Regions from separate parts of the Zea mays genome. Here region 2 is linked to region 1. Evidence: chromatin contacts called from public Hi-C data. All regions are on one chromosome and are shown on one strand. Each heading gives the region's core, a stretch centred on a gene start, on an enhancer-like site or on the middle of the called end of the contact. The rest is flanking DNA. Distances are from core to core; before and after follow the strand shown. Region 1 holds the start of LOC100192996 (Tryptophan/tyrosine permease). Region 2 holds the start of LOC100283658 (nucleic acid binding protein).

Evidence for each region. Hi-C and Micro-C count contacts between places; a contact is called where the count stands out from the background.
Region 2: a Hi-C map of leaf shows a contact between it and region 1, with 5 times the contacts expected there. The contact joins the promoter of LOC100283658 here to the promoter of LOC100192996 in region 1. A contact is called at or near these places in 2 of 25 Hi-C or Micro-C datasets (bundle sheath and leaf).

Annotation. Positions count from the first base shown.
Region 1 is chr7:21,716,264-21,719,068 of Zm-B73-REFERENCE-NAM-5.0, forward strand. LOC100192996 (Tryptophan/tyrosine permease) reads left to right here and starts at 1,424. Exons shown (of 2, transcript NM_001138167.1): 1 at 1,424-2,805. The coding sequence starts at 1,434.
Region 2 is chr7:21,948,859-21,951,663 of Zm-B73-REFERENCE-NAM-5.0, forward strand. LOC100283658 (nucleic acid binding protein) reads left to right here and starts at 1,373. Exons shown (of 7, transcript NM_001156559.2): 1 at 1,373-1,605; 2 at 1,741-1,829; 3 at 2,536-2,687. The coding sequence starts at 1,526.

The sequences.
Region 1 (2,805 bases), core at 174-2,673:
GGGCAGATTATGACTTTAAATCAAAATGCCTATAAAAAGTACAAAGGCTACATGGTTACATATTTTTAATTTGAAGTTTGATTGTCCAGAGTATTGCAAAATGGGTCTACCATTTTTGGACTCGTATTTATTTAGTTATGCATTTCCTAGGTTCTCTACAGATTAAATAAAGTATTTAATCTAAATAGAAAAGGAAAATCGATTTGCACCGAGCCCTGATCTTTTCTTAAGCTTTTTTCAACATAAGTCCTTCTTCTACTATCGACGTGAGTCATAGTCTTTGCAGAAAACCCCCTGGCTTTTTCTCCCCTTAACCCGTCGTCCTTAGTTTACCGGAACAGTGACAGAGGCAAAGAAAGGGGCCTCGAGGCTCACCGGTGGTAGTAGAGCTCCGGCGAGGGGTTGGGTGAGGTCGAGGGAGTCATGGCGAACACGTCGATGGTCGGCTTGTCGCCTGAGGTGACTGGAGGCGTCATGGCCACGAGAGTAGGTGGATGGGCTCGTCGGCGGCGAGGAGTCTAGCCTAACCATGGCGGTAGAGCTCAATTGGCTGATTCAGGGAGCTTCACTGGATGTCGTGGAAGATGTGTGCACGAGTAATTTGAAAATGGGGCTAGTGCGATGGATGGGAGTAGGGGCACAACCACCGTCGCCGCCTCGCTTGACAGGAGCAACATTCTTTATGGCACTAGCAGGTTACATCTGCGCTATCGATCATCTAGCACACATGATCCGGTAGGTTTTAGTGTCAATAACATTATAGATTTGGAGTGACAATATTGTTTTAGTGTCACTAATAGAATTGCTTCTTCATGAAAAAGTGTTAACATTGGACTTTAAATTGCATGATTGTACTATAAATTGTCCCTAAATTCTTAGTAGCAAATAGTCAATACTATAATGTGTCAGTGAATCTCATTCTTCGTTTTTTGTTGTAGGCGCAGGGATTAAATCGAGTTTGGGATGGTCTTTTAGACGCTATTAAACATATGCAAGTCTCTGCCGATGAGTTGAGAAGGTTAAGCGGCCACAACCATGGGAGGGGAGCACAAATGTCCTAAGGCGCCGTTGGTGCCTCAATCCACGTGTGGTCAGCATCTTCAATGGTGAGAGACTAATATACATCTGACGCAATGTGAAGTAATGATTAATCTATGGGGCACGGGGAAGTCACTGTGTTTGTCGTTGGCGGTGAGATAAACTGTCGTAACACCGCCCAGTTAAGGAACATTTCACTGGAAGAGAGATCAAACGAGGTCGGATACCAAAAGACCAAACCGGAAGGTGTTTTAATACTACAATCCCAATTGCCATATTCAGGATACTAAATTTTAGAAGCCCGGTCATTGGAGGAGCTTTTGGTTAAAAAAAAACTCTCTTTCGACGTCCTCTTTGCAGTCGATCTGAAAAATTACAGTCTACAGTTTACAGCCATGTTACTCTCCGGCCGCCACCACTGCCACCACAAATTCACCCCTTCCTCACCGCCGGCCGCCTTCCGCTCCACCCATCTCCGCCGTCTCCGGCCGCTTCGGCCCCTAGCCCTTGCATCCGCCAACCCTCCTCCGCCACCGTCGCCACTACCTTCCCTATTCCCGTCGCCAAGGCGTCCATGGCGGTGGCGGCACAGCGCCAGCGACGTTATCGAAGACCTTCCTCCTGTCGAGGCCGATGGAAACGACGCCGTCAAGGTCAAGAAGAGCTTCTGGGCAGCGGTGAGCCTCATCATCGGCACGGCGGTCGGGCCGGGCATGCTGGGCCTGCCGTCCGCCACCATCCGCTCCGGCCAGGCGCCCTCCGCGGTCTGCATCCTGCTCTCGTGGGCCTACGTCGTGTCCTCCATCGTCCTCGTCGCAGAGCTCAGCTTCGCCGCCATGGCGCGTGACGGCGTCGACGAGGTCAGCTTCACGGGACTTGCGTCGAGCACCCTGGGGGCGGGCCCTGGCGCGGTCGTCGCTGTCGTGTACGCCGCGCTCAGCTTCTCCCTGCTCGTCGCTTGCGTCGCCGGCATCGGCTCGCTCGTCTCCCAGCTGTTCCCCGGGGTGAGTCCGGTCCTGGCCAACGCCCTGTTCCCCTGCTTCGCCGGCGTCCTCATCGCCTTCTTCCCTTTCAAGGCCGTCGACGGCGCCAACCGAGCCCTCTGTGGCCTGATGCTTGTTTCCATTACCGCTCTCGTTGTGACTGGCGTGTCCGTCGGTCGGACCAGCTTGCTGGGATCTCTCAGCTACGCGTGCTGGAGCCCAGGCGCGATCCTGCCGGCCATACCGGTGACCGTGCTCACGCTCGGGTTCCATGTCATCACACCCTTCATCTGCAAGATCGTGGGAGACTCGGTGTACGACGCTCGGAAGGCGATACTGATTGGGGGCGCTGTGCCATTGGCCATGGTGCTGTCATGGAATGCCGTCATTCTCGGGCTGGCTAGTGCTGGCGGCAATGCTGGGTTTGATGACCCTATCAAACTCCTCCTCTCAGTGAATCCAGCCGCGCTGCCTGCTGTTCGAGGCTTCGCTTTTGCTGCACTGGCGACGAGCCTGATAGGGTACGCAGTGAGCTTTCCGAAGCAGTTGGCGGACACAGTGGAGCTGATTCTTCAGAGGTTTTCTCAGAAGCAAGGAAGCATGCACCAAGCTAATGGTAGCGGTGGATATGGCAGAAATGGGGCGATTCTTACATGGATGGTGCTGATCATTCCCATCTTTATTGCGTCGTTCTTCTCAGCAGTCTTCTCCAAGGCACTGGATTTTGCTGGGGTTTATGCAAACTGCTTCCTGTTTGGGATCCTGCCTCCTGTTATGGCCTGGA
Region 2 (2,805 bases), core at 123-2,622, 230 kb after region 1:
GAAACTTTCATATTTTCCTAAGTTGCTACTTCTGCAGAATATTGGTGTGATGCATAATGAAAAGAATATGGGTGAAGCCATATGGAACACATGTTTTGACATACCTTAAAAGATCAAATAAAATTTGAAAGCTAGGCTAGATTTGGCTAATATATGTAATCATCCTTCCATGCATTCGATATAAAAGAGAAATGGAAAATGGGATATGCCTAGAGGTCCATTTAGTATTCACAAAGATGTTAAGCCAACCATCTTACAATGGTTCGATGAATTATAATTCCATGTGCATATGCATCCAACCTAAAGCATGGTGTGAATCTGCTACAAAAGAAAAAATTTAGACTAAAAAGTCATGACCATTACATCTTTACCGAAAGGTTGCTTCTTATAGGGTTTCATGAGTTTTTACTAGAGAAAGTAAGGTGTTGTTTGGCTGAGCTTAGTTTCTTCTACTGTCAATTGTGTTCCAAATAGCTTAGAAAGAATGTTATCCACTTGCTTGAAGAGCATGTTGCATTGCTTATTTGTAAAATGGAGAAGGTCTTTTCTCCAGACTTCTTCAACGCTATGCAACTTCTAATCATACATTTGCCTTATATGAAGCATGATGGCGGGATAGTTGTGTGCATTTTGATGGATTTTTAAACAAAAAATTAATCATACGCAAATAGCCTCAGAAATTCATGAAATTTTAGGGAGGCGCAACATATGTCCATATATGACAAAAAAATGTTTGGACCAAAAAATCCATAATATGTCATCATTTCTTCCATTTCACTTTCACTTGTTGCATAAGTTACACGAGAAATCATTCTAAGTATCCAAGTTTCAATATAATCAATACTTCACTTTATCATTTACGTATGGAGACTTAAGGTTATCTTCTTATAGAATGTTTATTAGTCTTGGTAACTTATATACAATTTTCGGTCAACACAAGAATATTTTATGAATTTAATTGCAATTTGATGATTTTCTGCAGAAAGAAATTAATAATACACAAATAGCATAAGAAATTCATAAAATTTTACAAAGGCACAACACATGTCCACATATAATGTTAAAAAAATTTGGACTCAAAGAGTGGCTAAATAGTGTCTTACATGGTATTCGACAAAAATTTCATTGCCGATGCTATCCGTATCTGATTAGTTTCGTATTCGATACACGATTATCAATATTTATAATTAAAAACATCTGTATTTTTATTTATATCCGAAGTTATCTATATTCGGATTTGAATCTGAACAAAAATATAAAAATAAATATGATCTCGTTAATATCTGTTCGGATTCTAATTCGATTACACCTCTATCGTTACTCCTCATGCAGTCACTTCCTTTTCTTTTCGTTTTCCCCTTGTGTGTGAGCTGCGACTGCAAGTAAACCCCTCCCTCACCGGCCCTCTTTCTCTCTGTGTCATCACCCTCATTCCGACAGTTCCGCTAGAAGGAAAAGAAGAAAAAAAAACTCTCTTTCTCTCTCTTTCCCAGCCCTCTCTCTCCCTCTCCACCCGGCCGCCACCATGTCAGGCCTCTACAGCCAGGGCTTCTCCCCTGCAAGAACCCTCTCCCCCCAGATTAGGAGCAACCCCGACGCTGACAGGTACTAATTTCTCATCGGATTACTTGCTGCCAACTCTTGATCCAACGATCGCTCCGTTTCCGCTTCCTTCCCTCCTCCCCGCGATTGATTGGGCCGGTGTGCTGACGGTGCCGTCGCTGCTTGCTTCCTCCGCAGCCAGTACTTGGCCGAGCTTCTCGCGGAGCATCAGAAGCTGGGGCCCTTCATGCAGGTGCTGCCGATATGCAGCCGGCTGCTCAATCAAGGTGAGAGATCTTTTTTTCCCACCCCTCGCTTGCTCACTGTTGCTTGCTGATTGGTGACAAATCCTGTGCGCTCGAGCCTCCGAGGGGGTTCCTCTGCAATCGGGACTGGGGAATCGCGAGGCTTCAATGCTCGGATGGCTGCTGATCTTTTTTCTGCGGCTTTTATGCTGGCGGGGATGGTAGAGTTGCCAAGCCGCCGCCTTGATTTGTCTTCTCTTCGCTGGCGTAGAGTGATCCCATTAGTCTTATTGTCCCTGTTTCTAGCCCATTGTTTTGACTGTCTTGCACTCTTGCTACCAAGTTTGGTAACGAGTTCTTAGTTGATCCACCACCAATGATCAAGATGGCTGGAAACAGCATATTGATCAGGGAAGGTTTGTATAGGGGATGCAATCAATTGTTCATCCTATTCCCGCGGCTTGCATTCTGCGGAATAGGATGATAATTGATAACTTAGTTGGATTGCATTGGATATTGATTATTATCTTGTTTAATAAAAAATGTATATTGTTTCCATTTGAGGAAACCATCTGCAAGACTACACACTCTGCTATCCATAACCTATTATTTGAGATGTTGCTTGTCCTTTTTTTATGTGTTGTGTGGTGCTATTATGACACCCTATGTTTAAACAATTATATTATTTTTTTCTTTTCTGACAACTAACTCTGCTGTTTTTCTTTTCTTCGTCATTTGTGTCACGTAGAAATCATGCGGGTATCAAGCATGGTTCATGACCATGGATTTAGTGATCTTGACAGGCGCCGGTTTAGAAGTCCTAGCCCTATGTCCTCACCAATTGTCCGGCCTAATCTACATGGCAATGGATTTGGTCCTTGGAATGGGATGCACCAAGAGGTAGGTGTAATTCTTTAATCGCTGAAATATGCTTTCTTTTTTAAAACATGTTTTTATCCCTTCAGTAACCTTCCTTTGTTATGTGATATTTTAATTGTTTTTGGATTTCCAATTCTTC